Regions from separate parts of the Mus musculus genome. Here region 2 is linked to region 1. A link is a contact called in public HiChIP or PLAC-seq data. All regions are on one chromosome and are shown on one strand. The core of a region is the stretch at or near the end of the contact, and the rest is flanking DNA. Distances in the headings are between cores, read along the strand shown.

Region 1 (3,279 bases), core at 389-2,888:
CAGTTTTTGACACTGAAGCATCTATTACCAGGAATGGATTAGATCTAGTTGAATTTTTGGCTGAAGGGATCCCATGGGAACCCCTAAACAATCCAAGCTGTCGCCAAGACTGTAGATTGTTCTCCATAAACATCCTAAATGAGATTTCTTCATCAAATTTCTCACCTCAGACATCAGGGAACCTTTCTGAAAAGGAAATGGAGAGAGTCTAAGAGTCAGAGGGGATGGAAGACACCAAAGCCCAAATATGAACTCACAGAGATTGTGGCAGCATGCACAGAGCCTGCATGGGTCTGTAATAGATGAAGGTTTTAGAGCTGACAGGACTAGTGAACACATACCTCCATCCCTAACTCAGAAACTATCACTAATTGATAACCACTTGCAAATGAAAATGTAATGTACTCCAATCTCATCAAGGTAGTCTGCATGGTCAGTAGCAGACAGCCAAATGGAGTGATCGGGTGGGTGGGTGGTGGTGCACTTGGAAAGGCAGGGGCATGGAATGGGTGATAACCTTTGAAATGTAAATAAACAAAATAACCAATAAAACAAGAGTTTTATAAGAAAAAACAAAAAGAAAATGAACTCAAAGGCATCTTTGGATATTCCTTGTCTCATAATGTGTGTCAGGACTTTTTTGTTTGTTTTGTTTTGTTTTTGTTGTTTCGTTTCATTTTTGTTTTAAGTTATCTTATTTTTTATTTAATTTTGTTTGCATCTCTGTTTACCCTACAGGTCTTTGGAGGAAATGTTACGGTTTCCAGGTTTTTTGTTTTGTTTTGCTTTTATGGGACTCCTGAGTGTAGGAATGAGTGGGTCTCTATGTCTATATCTGCTTCTTATGCCAGTTGGAGGGCCCTTTTTCTTCTGTTGGTTTGTTTTGTCCTATCCAGACATGGTAGATATTATATTATATTATATTATATTATATTATATTATATTATATAGTACAGTACTGTACAGTATAGTATGGTGTAGTATAATGTATTCCCTTAGAAGCCAATTTGTTTTCTTGTGAGAGACAAAAGGGAATGGATCCAGATGGGAGAGGAGGTGGGAGAAAACTGGGAAGAGTGGGGAGAAGAACTGTAATCAGGATATATTTATGTGAGAAAAAAATATTTTCAGAAAATGAAAAAAGAGAAAGAAAATCACAGTCATAAATTCACATTGTAGGGTCTTTTTTTTTCCTACAGTTCATCCAAGAATTGAGAAAAGTGTTCCTTTTAGAAGAAACAAAGATACTGAAAAGAAAGAAGGTAAGAATGGGCTGTTCCTATTTGATTCTGTATTCAGGATTTTCTTCTGGTCAAGATGTGTCCCTCAAGTGAAAAGGATCGGCCTGCAGTCCTCTTGATTGCACTTCCTTTTCTCACTTTTTGACAGGTCTTTCCCAGGCACAGCAAAGTATTCGTGATAGCTGCAATTTATTGCAGAATCCAACTCACCAATTTCCTCCTCACAGTTGAGACATTGTTCTCTTTCACAGTCACATGAACGAACACATTTACCTCCTGCCATTTCACAACAGCCATTTCTCTCAGACACCATAAAGTTAAGAACTCAGTGTACACAATTAAATGGTCCTTTTAAAGACTCCACAAAGCTCCACGGATTTATTTAAACAGTGACTCATTATGTTATCCATCTCAGAGGCAAACCCCACTTTCCATTCTCGCGTTTATTGCTTTCTTACATAGGGTGACTGACATTTAATAGTCTAAAAGTCTGGTAAAGTAAAAACTTAGCCTTTCTTTGAATCATGATAGTGTAGAGTTCAGGGGTCATGAAGACATCAAACTTGCAATAAATCTCTAATGGTGAAAAACCTACTTGGTTTCATCAAGCAATTTCATGCCTTCCTTGTTACATCATCTAAATTAACTCTAGATCCATACATCAATTAGCAATAGACCAAAACAAACCTCTTTGTTTTATCTGAAATTCAGACTTGATCTCAAAGAGGATCATGGATGCAAGAATGAATTGATTTCTTCTGGGTACTTCATTCCATTTCTGCCTTTGACAGCTTTTCTCAAACCAGACTGAAATGGGTGGTGAATTGAGACTTATTTCTTCTAAAGTCACAAAAGGTAGCTAGAGCTCAGGAATCTGATAAGCATTTGTAACTCTTTTTTTTTTTTTTCAAAATAGAGAAAACTAGAGCACAAAGATTATTTGAAGTAGTTTCTTTTATTCTGTACCTTTTGTAACTCGAGTCCTCTGTAGCTGGAAGAGAGGTGAGTTCAATCAGACAGGTGAATTGGCTCTGAGACGACCACTATGTAGCATCCCAGTTCTTTTTACCCATTATCTTCTCCCTTTTTTAAATTAGATATTTTCTTTATTTACATCTCAAATGCTAGCCCCTTTTCTAGTTTCCCCTCTGAAAACCCCCTATCCCTTCCCCTTCCCTGTGCTCATGAATCCACCCACTCCTGCTTCCTGGCCCTGGCATTCCCCTGGGGCATAGAATCTTCACAAGACCAAGAGCCTCTCCTCCCATTGATGACCGACTAGGCCATTCTCTCCTACATATGCAGCTAGAGCCATGAGTCCCACCATGTGTTTTCTTTGGTTGGTAATTTAGAGCCAGGGAGTTCTGGGGGTACTGGTTAGTTCATACTCTTGTACCTCCTATGGGGCTGCAAACCCCTTCAGCTCCTTGGGTACTTTCTCTAGCCCCTTCATTCAGGACCCTGTGCTCCGTCCAATGGATGACTGTGAGCATTCACGTATTTGTCAGGCACTGTCAGAGCCTCTCAGGAGACAGCTATATCAGGGTCCTGTCAGCAAGCTCTTGTTGGCATCCACAATAGTGCCTGGTCTTGGTGGTTGTTTATGAGATGGATCCCAAAGTGGGTCAGTCTCTGGATGGTCATTCCTTCAGTTTCTGCTTCATACTTTGTCTCTGTAACTCCTTCCATGGGTATTTTGTTTCCCTTTCTAAAAAGGACAGAAGTATCCACACTTTGGTCTTCCTTCCTTTTGAGTTCCATGTGTTTTGCGAATTGTATCTTGGGTATTCCATGCTTCTGGGCTAATATCCACATATCAGTGAGTGCATATCATGTGTGTTCTTTTGTGATTGGGTTACCTCTAGTGTGATACTTGCCTGTTTTGTTCAAATGCTTTGCTCTCCAGGCAATTCTCTCACCCCATCCTTCACTCCTGTCTCAGAGGTTTAGCAAAGCTTAGTCTGTGAGATCATAGCAAGCTGGGTTTATGTAGCTATCTGCCTGTAGTAATCCAGTCCTGGGCCACACCGTATGACCT
Region 2 (3,279 bases), core at 417-2,916, 520 kb before region 1:
GTTGGGGAAGGCCAGGGCCTCGGTGCCCTCCAGCCCACAAACCCCACGTCCTTTCAATTCTGTGGAAGATCCTCAGAATCCTCACCCCGACATCCATTTGGAGGGTCAGATGTCTGCGGGGTGGAGCGTGGTCCTGGCCAGCCGGCCCATTTACCTGTTGCGTGCAGAAACGCGTAGTTGACATCCCCTTTGGGGCAGTTGCAGGGTTTTTGGTCGCAGGTGCAGGCGACCTTCCCGGTGGCGGCCCGCGAGGTCACGCTCCCGCCGCCCTCCGCTGGCTTCCCGGAGTCTCCATAGAGCAGAGCTGGACAAAGACACGGAACGCGGGACCTGAGTCAGCTGGCGGTAGTCTCCGCTCCTACATCCCCACCCACCCGGCAACCCAGGGATTCGTCCAACCTAGGCTGCAGGCTCAGAGGGGAGCCCACGACTTTGCTCCCGCCAGCCGCGGGCCCCCGACCTTGCCAGCCCTTCTCCCATTCAGTGCCACCACTCACCGCACAGCTTGTTTCCGATGCCGCCCGTGAACTTTTGGGCCACCTGGCACCACGCTCTCGCTGCAATCGCCAGGCAGGGAAAAGCGAATCGGAAAGAAAACAGACGGGCGAGTGAGAATTTTCGTTCCAAGTGAACCAGGTCTTTAAGTCCAGAGTCTGGGGGCCCGGCGCCAAACTCGAAGCAGCCACCAGCTAGCGACTCTGCTTTCAGCAGGTGGGGGAGTCCGAGGGAATCTGACGCCGGGGCCAGCCCTTTCCTTGCGGTGTCCCAGAAAGAAAGCAGCTCACAACGCCGCCCTTTGCACTTTGTTCGCCAGGTTCTCGGGTTTCCAGACTCTCCCTGCCCTCACCTGGGCTGCCTTTCCTAAACCCGAGGCTGTTTGTTTCTCACCGCGCTTGCCTTTCAGACCCCAAACTCTTTCCTGCTCCCATTTTGTCTTTCCCTGCCCAGGGTCTAGACGTCCCGAGGCAAAGCCTAGATCTTTGATTTCTGACTCCCGCAGACGCTGCAGTCTTTCAGGAGCCTATGTTTAGGGGAAGGGGCCTAGACAACCCTGGGCTTTTTCCCTGGGGGACAAAGGACTGGGTGGGGGGGGGGGTTGGTGTTCTCACACAGTTACGGACTTAACCCAGAGAGCCGGGCGAAGCGCCCGAATAAGTTTCCTGTTGCAGATGTCAAAGCTTTGATGATCAGCCTAGCCCTGCAAACCCTAAACCACCCACAAAGCTCTCCCGCTGCAGGTCCTGATTTTCCTACCTGTGCCCGGGTTCTCAGGATCCGCAGAGCCATCTTCAGATCCGAAGGACCAAAAGCCGGAGCCAGGAGACGCCATGGGTTCTGCTAGACTGGCGCTGGTCGCCTCCAAGTGGCTGTGGCAAGCTGCCTTTGCCTCGACCCTGCACGAGAGTGCGTGCGTGTGCGAGTACGTGTGGCGGGAGAAGGGCACCGCGCGAGGGCTGGAGCGGCAGCGCGACGAGGGTGGGTGTCACACAGGGACAGGAAACGTGCTGTCTGCGTATGCCAGTGCTCGTGCGTGTTTGTATGTTCCAGTCAGGGCGCAGGGACGCGCTGCTGTGCTCTGCGCCGCCGAGGTTAAATGGGGGGAGTAGCCGTGATCCTCGCAGTCTGGAGATTGGAAAGTGGAAAGGGCCCAAGAGATTTTTAGGGAGAGGGAGCTTGGTGGGGAGATGAGAGAGTGACGGAAGGGAAATGGAGGCGCTGGGTCGTGAGGTGCGAGTCAGATGCGGGGGAGGGAGGCGTGCCTGCGTAGTGCTGACCCAGCCACAGGCGCTCCAGGTCTGCTTCTGCCGGAACGCGCTGTCCAGGGTGCTACCACAGCCCTCAGCACGCTGGCCTAGGTGACCCCAGGGACAGGGAGACCTTGGCAAGATTGGAATGGTGGCCGAGGGCAATTTCACGTGTGCATCGATTGGCTCATTGTTTGAGGGCTGTCTCTGGCTGCTGCCGAGCAAAAGTGGTTCTCGCGCCCGCCTTCCTCCAAACCAGTGCTGAGGTCGCTGTGACCTCAAGAGCCCAGGCCACCTGGCCTCAATCAGGAAGAGCTCCAAAGCTTGGGGAAGGAACCAAGGAGGGAGGAAGGTGGACCGCTTCCACACCAACGAACTCATTTCATCTCCTTAGCAGAGCCTAATGTCTGCCTGCTGAGCTGAGCCAGCCTGGGGGGTGGGGGTGGGGGTCGTACGGTTTCTGTGCAGTCATGCCTGGGTCCCCAGACCCATCGTCCAGGTTTTGACTGACGGCTGAAGAGAAAGGCTGCTGATTGAAGCAATTAAAATCCACGCTGGAATCTATCACTGAGGACCTCAGGCTGAGAAAAATTAAATAAATAAAACGAACAGAAACTTCTTGGAGTGGGTGAGAGCTGACACATACACAGGATTCAGGGAGTCTCAAAGTAAGCGAATCAGTTTTTCCAAATCCCAGGAAAAGGCACTCCCATCTTTTCAGGGATACTCAACCCACTGACCTCGTCCCTTCCCAAGAGGAGTTCTTGCCATCAGCAGGTGCCTAGGAACACAACAGTGGCAATTTCCCAGCCCAGAAAGAAGTAGTTTCGTTTGTGTTTTCTAATAAAGGAATGAAAAAATCCTTTCTGTTTCCCTTTTCCCAAAGGCTCTTAAATGCAGGGACGGCGCCTTGAGGAAGATTTGGGGCCCTCTGGCTCCGCTTCCGTTTCCTCTTGCCTATACTAAACCCATAGTTCCAGGCTTACAGAGAGCTCAAGAAAGACTTGCAGGAAAGTGCTGCTTTAAACCGTTCCCGATCTCCTTTCCTTCTCTCCGAGCGAGGGACTGCAGCTTCCCTGCTCTCCATAGTCCTTTATTCCTTCTTTGAGTTTTTCAAATGAGTCACCAAAGCTGTTGCCGGAGGAGAAACCCTGGGACCTTTAGTCTTGGTGACCAGGATCACTTATTTTGTTAGGGATCCGGAGACCTCGAATAACTGCAGATGACCAAGTGCATTCTCTCCACAAAGCTTTATCTTCTTCCCAAGGTTTCCAGAATCCAGGGGGGCCAGGGAGGATCTAGCTAGAGGATGCCCACTGAGGTCCGGTGAGTGGCCCGAGGTGGGGAGGGGGAGGGCGGTGAGATTGGCACTGCTGAGGTGCTACCCAAGGCGTGTCTCTAAGGGAAGGCAGTCACCTTGACCCTAGGCCTCAACTTAGTAAGTCTTTAGGGTCCTCCAGGCCTGGTGGCTTCAGCTGGCAGAGGTAACAGCTCCTGGAAAGGGCGCTTCCGCCCAGCCTTGCCAACAAGACTT

Evidence for each region. HiChIP or PLAC-seq counts read pairs in DNA pulled down with a chosen protein or histone mark.
Region 2: a contact with region 1 is called in an H3K4me3 HiChIP or PLAC-seq map of neural tube, with 4 times the contacts expected there. The contact joins the promoter of Gad2 here to the enhancer-like site in region 1. A contact is called at or near these places in 6 of 39 promoter capture datasets (HPC-7-derived erythroid cells, cranial neural crest, hippocampal neurons and 3 more), 10 of 115 datasets of contacts at active chromatin or transcription factors (SST interneurons, VIP interneurons, astrocytes and 7 more) and 2 of 9 other capture datasets (macrophages and pancreatic islet).

The regions. Positions count from the first base shown.
Region 1 is chr2:22,103,685-22,106,963 of GRCm38.p6, reverse strand. No RefSeq gene overlaps it. Among named protein-coding and RNA genes, the nearest start is that of Myo3a, 120 kb to the left of the region's middle. Within about 2 kb of position 1,638, at least 19 of the 459 cell types and tissues checked have an H3K27ac peak or open chromatin away from gene starts, as enhancers often do. A contact at or near this core is called in neural tube, where this site is marked.
Region 2 is chr2:22,620,714-22,623,992 of GRCm38.p6, reverse strand. Gad2 (glutamic acid decarboxylase 2) reads right to left here and starts at 1,666. Exons shown (of 16, transcript NM_008078.2): 1 at 1,255-1,666; 2 at 498-557; 3 at 155-304. The coding sequence starts at 1,330.